2 separate regions of the Zea mays genome follow, and region 1 is linked to region 2. The links are chromatin contacts, called in public Hi-C maps. All regions are on one chromosome and are shown on one strand. The core of a region is the stretch at or near the end of the contact, and the rest is flanking DNA. Distances in the headings are between cores, read along the strand shown.

What was found. Hi-C and Micro-C count contacts between places; a contact is called where the count stands out from the background.
Region 1: a contact with region 2 is called in a Hi-C map of ear, with 3 times the contacts expected there. The contact joins the promoter of LOC109942375 here to the promoter of LOC100277450 in region 2. A contact is called at or near these places in 3 of 25 Hi-C or Micro-C datasets (ear, leaf and tassel).

Annotation. Positions count from the first base shown.
Region 1 is chr9:111,197,372-111,200,712 of Zm-B73-REFERENCE-NAM-5.0, forward strand. LOC109942375 (auxin efflux carrier component 2) reads right to left here and starts at 1,587. Exons shown (of 7, transcript XM_020544317.3): 1 at 183-1,587; 2 at 1-39. The coding sequence starts at 1,180.
Region 2 is chr9:111,059,975-111,063,501 of Zm-B73-REFERENCE-NAM-5.0, forward strand. It overlaps LOC100277450, which reads left to right and starts at 1,252. Exons shown (of 1, transcript XM_008661654.4): 1 at 1,252-2,129. The coding sequence starts at 1,532. The coding sequence ends at 1,801.

The sequences.
Region 1 (3,341 bases), core at 337-2,836, 140 kb after region 2:
TTGTTGGAGTTGGAGTTGGAGCCGCCCAGCTCCTTCTTCCTGGAGTAAACATCGTTGCCAAATGTAAAGAGACTAAGAGAGCCAAGTTTATCATCATTATTAGCATATATAAGACAAATTTCAAGGAAGCGAGCACTAGCGAACAAAAAACGAAAAAACTTGGGGACAGTAGACCGACGTACCGTGGCGGTGGCATCATGCCGGGGTTGGGCGCGGGGTACGCCGCGGCGTCGCCACCCTTCCCAGACGCGAACTTGTTGGCCACCTGCTCGTCGAGCCCCGGCGCGCGTGCGGCGCCGGGCTGCGCCAGCGGGCTGGCCATCTTGCTCCCGTTGAACATGGCGTAGAAGTCGGACTGGTTGAAGCTGGAGCCGCGGGGCGTGGGCTCCCGCGAGGTCTGCAGCGAGTAGATCTCGACGCCGGTGAGGTTGGAGGCGCGCGGGGTCATGGCCGAGGACGGGCCGTAGGGGCGGTACCCGGCGCCGGAGCGCGCGGCGCCGTGGCCGCCGCCCGTGGTGGACGCGGAGGCGGAGCGGCGGATGACGACGTGGACGCGGCCGTCGCTGCCGACCTCGGCGTCCGCCTGCAGCGCCTCGCGGCCGTTGAGGGAGACGACGTCGGAGTCGACCCTGAAGGAGGCGATGCTGGCGCCGACGTCGGGCGGGAACTGCTCGGAGATGAGCGCCTTGGCGCCGCGGTACTCGAAGAGGAAGAGCATGAGCGTGTACCAGATGACGCTCTGCAGCACCACGATCTGCACCATGAGGTTGCCCGAGAAGTCGCCGTACATGGCGCGGAGCAGCGGGATGCCCATCACCAGCGTGTTGGGCAGCGTGGACAGCGAGAAGAGCGTGATGGTCCAGTCCAGCGACGACGCCGCCGCGCCCCTGCGGTAGCGGGAGAGCACGTTGTGCCACACGGCCAGCGCCGCCAGGATGACCAGCTTCTGCAGCGAGTCGGCCGCCAGGAACCGGTACTGCATCGCGTAGGGGTCGCAGCTGGAGATGAAGTGGAAGGAGAGCAGCGGCACGGCGAAGACGGCCACGAAGCGGTTGATGCCGGAGCACTGGTCCGGGGTGAAGATGGCCCACCACCGCACCGACCCGTACGCCAGGAACATGGCCACGTACAGCGGCACGATCGCCGCAAGAACGTCGTAGATGTCCCGCCCGGTGATCATCGCGGCGGCGGCGGCGGCGACGGCGACGCTGACAGCTGCAGCTTAGGCCACGCTAGCCTGTTCTGTTCCTTTGGTTTTCTACAAAGATCTGCTGGTAGCTGACGCAAACTATCAGAAACGAAGTGCGAGAACAGAAGCAGAAGAGATAGTTATATATAGGAGGTCCTTAATAAGATAATCGCAGACGACTCGCCACTTAATTTAGCTGTTAATCAGCTAGAGCATGGTGGTACGACGATGGACGTAGAGAATCCGAGGGGCGGCGTACACAGTTGCAGGTAGCTAGCTGCAGGCCGCGACGTGCAAACACTGTCGTATCCTTGTGTGGCTACGGCAACGTACTGTAGGTAGTACAACCTGAGCCCTAGCTAGCTTCTAGACTAGATAAATGCGTGCAAGCTCGAGGTAGCCATGGGCCATGGCGCAAATGCATGCACGCTGATCAAGGATGGCCTTGACATGGATAAAGAGACTCCGCAACTGGTCAAAGAATTGCACGCAGTAGGCTCCTGTTGGGCTGCTGCAGTGTCGTTGCAAATTGCACGACGCCACACCGACAAGGCGATATGGTCGCTTCCGTGGTAAAGTGTTGGACATACAAGGCAGTAGTTACCGACTTACCGTTAGATCTTTAGGCTCGATCGGTCACCGTGTGCGCGCGTGTGGGAAGGTTTTGACTGGATAGCTAGGATCGAAAAACGGTGAATAGACATGATCCTCCATCTCAAGCAGCATCCCAAATAAAGAGGAAACAACACAAATAGTAATACCCAAAAGTGTGGTTAGGCTGTTAGATGCGCCATTGTTTAGATAGTGACCATCTTCGTTATCTCGTTCTTATTTGTAGTGTCATTTAAATATGAACTAGTCATGAGTATATGCATTGTTATGGTTTCTATATTACATGAGTATTACTTTATCTAGAGCAAAGTCGTGTAGGAGAAGCATTCGTCAATCCAGCATGCCCACCGTCCACAGGCTAGGTACAGCAACCACTCACTGCCTACTAACTATATACATCTATGTAGTCGTCGATCGACTTTAGATGTATTTAAGGTCCATACTCAACTCTAAACCAACACTTCCTACAAACACAATCAAACAAGACATCTAGTGTGGTTAGATGAGAGGAGCCTATATTCAGATGACCAGGATTCAATCTTTTTATTTTTTTTATATATGATATATGCAAACTATGATTAATGGGATGTTTATTCTAACACAATTGTAAGGTTTTATTTTCCACTTATTAGTATACATATATATTAATAATATCTAACTTCAATCTATCACAAACACTCATGTGTTGTAGTGGTAATAACCACTTCCTTCAATCATGAGGCCGTGGGTTCAAAACCCACCCAACATTGACATGTCGCTTATTTCACAAACTAGGTGAGTGCCCGTGCGTTGCAACGGGAATATATAATATCACGATAACTTATGTATAAATATGTGATATACTGTTATGAGAAAAGGTCCTCGAGCATTTATTTGATCTGAGCGACGACGATGGAGACTTCACCGGCGTGGCAGCGATCGAGGTCGCGCCACCAGAGCAAGTCGTCGCGGCCCTCAGAGTTATCCTCGATCGGAGGAGCCCGCGATGCCGCGACCCGCTGGCCCGGCGAGGTGGGCTAGACCCCACCGCACGTCGAGAGGAGCGGACCTAGCATCAAAAATTATTACGAAGCATGCATCAGAGTCAAATTATTACGAAAGATGAGTAAAATATTGTTTTGTTGTTTTACTCGAGTGACATCCTCGAGATAGCTAGAATGGCGAAATATGGGTAACGATCATTTGGATGTTCTTACTGCTAACATTGAACTCTAGAGCTAGAGAGATTTAGAAGTATCCCTCAATTTGCATGCGTCAGAACATTTGACGCCTAATTGACATCCCAGTTAGCCAGGAAGGTCACTGGTTGCAGATTCTTTGATTTGTATAATATTACTGACTATGTGAATATCCTTAGCTTGTTAGCAGTGGTAACATTTGGTGAAATATTGATGATCCGGTGAATTGAAATGAAGCTGATTTATCTGTGGTAACCATTATAATTCAGCGCCATATGCATCTTCATGGTAATAGTCAAGTGCTCGTGCGTTGCAACGACAAGTAAATTATTCGATAAAATGATAGTGTACAACGATTATAT
Region 2 (3,527 bases), core at 2-2,501:
CTCTAAAACTCTCTCTAAATAGACACTCCACTCATCCTCTATCCGCGTGATTGGTTTCAGTGCCCACGAGTGCTAGGCTCGTGCCGACCTAGACTAGCAGAGAAGCCTCCTCCCCGTATACCCACGCGTGCAAGCGGGAGCTAAAAAATTAACTGTGCTGCATGCGCGTGAGCAGACTCGTCTCATCCTAAGCAGGGGACCAATCACGTGCACGACCATAGTCAATGCACCCGCTGAGCCTGCACATAGCCGGCCGGGCTACCAATCACATGGTATATGTATGGACTTTCTCTTCTCTCCTCTAATTATTTTTATATTTTAGATAACAAATTAAACAAAACTAAAATATTATGTGCTTTTGATGTAGAGAGGACAATATATAGATAATGTTACTAGAGAGAAAAATTAGATAGAGAGAAAGAAACTTTTATAAAAATCTATAAAGGATAGATATAGAGACAACTGTTCATTTGGATTTAATCTGTACCGGTTTCTACTGCATCTACAATATTTTTGTTTCTATAGATTACATCTACATCAGTGCACAATTGTTTTTAATTCGAAGCTAACAGTCCTAAGTTTCCAATGTAAAAGATAGACATCCTGGGGACTGGGGACAGTATACATGTACGGGCACGGTGTGTGGGACACAGCCACACAGGCATGATGATGATGAGGTTGGAGAGTGGAGACCCAGGTCATGCAACGACGCGCACCAATTGAAATGAAGGACGTGGGATACTACCCTGCCCAGTGCCCAGGCTAGCCACTACGCCGCGCACCCCCACAGGCCCTCACAGCGCCAAGCAGTACATGTGACCGGTCCAAATAAGCCCAAGCAAAAGCGGCCCGGCCGGCGCGCGCATCTCCGCCGCGTCCTCTTGTCCAGCTGTCCCCGTCCACCGCGCGCCGAGCCATGCAAACGCAGTTTGCTTTGCCGCCCCGCGCGGCCGGCGGCCCTCACGTCAACCCGCACTCGACGACGACGCCACCACGCGCGCGCGTGTTTCGCCCCCTCGTCCAGTCGTCCGATCGGCTCTCCACGCCCGCAACGACGACGACGACAGAGTCGGCTGACGAGAGCCGCACTGGGCACGCAGTGCGGTGCCCACATACGACGGTAAATCCCAGCGAGAGCTCACGCGCACGCCGCCGTAAAGACAGCCACGGCAAGTCGGCAACTGCACCAACCACAGAGGCAGGAGAGAATTAATTGCGATAACCCCACCGGCGTTAACACGCGAGCCCCACCGGCGCACAGCTCGCTCGCCGGCCAGCGCGCGCTTGCTGCACTGCACGTACGGTACCCCCGGCACAGCACCCGTGACGTGATGTTTGTCCTTAGCAGCTAGCTAGCTAGCTAGCCCAAAGAAGCACCGAGCGAACACACACGTCGTCCTGCCTGCGGTCAAGCACCTGCGAGAGGAGAGCCTCAGCTAGCTAGCTAGCTGGTGTGTCCTATACTCGTATTGTACGTCCCTCACAGTCACATAGAAAGAGAGAGGCCGGGATCGATATCGCGATAGGTACGATGGCGGGGATGGCCGCGGCCGCAGTAGGGTCGGCGTCGTCGTCGTCCGGCCCGGCGGTTATGCTGCTGTGCGGCAAGGCGGAGAAGGTGCTGGGCGTGCAGAAGGCGCCCGGGAGCTGCCCCTACTGCGGCGGCGTGGTGGCGGCCACGGACGTGGAGGCCGAGTGGGCGCTCTGCTGCCTGCCGCTCTGCCGCAGGACCAAGCGGAGGTTCGCCTGCACCGCCTGCGCCAGGCGCCTCGTCACCTACCCGGCTATCCTGCATGACTAGAATAGAAGAAGAAGGTCGACGACGTACACCATCGACGGCCGGCCGGTTTTAATTTCCTTCTACTATCTTCATTCGCGTCTTCACCTCCGGCACTACTCCGATCTCCAGATCGACCAAGTCATCGAGAAGAGAGGTGCATTTGGTGGTCGCCCGTTTTGGTAAGAAGTTGAATTCGAACCTGAACCTCTGTTGCCAAAGTGCCAACTTTAGCCTACTCCACCGATTTCCAGCGCGGACATGCTCTTGGCGTATTTGCTAGTATATGCTAGTATATGAGATCGAAGGCCCGTGGTTAAGCTATCCGAGGATGTTCTTTTATTTTCACTCATTCGCTGCCGACAGATGGATTACTTGTTCAGGGAAAAAACACACAAAAATGCGCCTTTTTTTTTTTTGCCATCACCTACATACGTACCGTCTAGAAGTACGGTGCTTGGTCCGTGTCGCCTGACGCCGACTCTCGATCAGGGGGGAAAACACACAAAGAAAGCGGTTTTTTCTTTGCCGACACCTACATACGTCTAGGTACGCCGGCCGACTCTCGATAGCCAGATCGCACGGTAACCAGAGTTCACAGCGGGCCGATCCAGGATTTCACAACTGGGTATTCCACCTGCATAATTTTTTTTGATCAAATGTGCAATAGTAACAAGCAAAGCACAACTTTTGAGTATTGTCTCTAATAACTAAGAAATATTACAAACATCAAAAGTAGTACTCCCTCTGTCCACGTAAGCTCATCTTTTTAGTTTGTTCTAAATCAATCATTATTAACTCTGACCGATTACTAGATTCATCGTAAATTGAACTATAACTCTTTTAGTTTAAAATAATTTAATCTTATATATATTGTTGGTCAAATTTTAAATAGTTTAACTTAGTATAAACCTAGAAAGGCAAAGACCATGTTTGTTTCAGCTTTTTTTAGCTTCCGGTCACCAAAAGTTGTTCCGTACTGCCAACCAATCAGCTTTTCAACCCTCTTCTATAAAAATAGATTTGGTAAAAACCATCCAAAGTCAACATGAACACAAAATCGATCGAGTCGTGGCAATAGTAGGAGTCTGTCACTTTCTATATCCTGGACCTTATATGCGCATATTCATCTTCCTCCACACGTAACAACCATGATACTCAGATTCTCCTCACAGCCAAATTCTCCCCATAGCCAGATTCTCAGAAAAGCTGGTCACAAAAGGCTTAACCAAACTCATGTGGACGAAGGGAGTACAAAGTAACTTATGACACCCTTTTGGAAATCGATTAGGCCTTGTTCGGTTATAAGTGGATTGAAGAGGATTGGAGAGGATTAAATCTCTTGCTAGTCGAAATTGAATAAAACGGGATTTAATCCCACTCAATCCTCTCTAATCCTCAGCAACCGAACAAGGCCTTAATGGTATCATCATCACTCACTTGACCCAATAATTCCCAGTTTCCCACTCAATAAATATGACCAAGCAATCATTTAAACATTCATTACCAATTTTATTCCTCCGTACAATACACTCTTTTAACACTTGCAATTGCTGGGAAGAATTAGCACCAACTTAAAGAAGCTTGTAGACAACACAATTATTGCACATGTTTTTTATGTCAACAAGCATAACTGGAAGCTCACATAGATTCTTCAAATTTTTAAACCTTCCATGTCCAAGCACATGAGAAATATACATAGTGAATTGATATGGAAGTTTTGACAATTCACCAATTGTGAAATACTTAG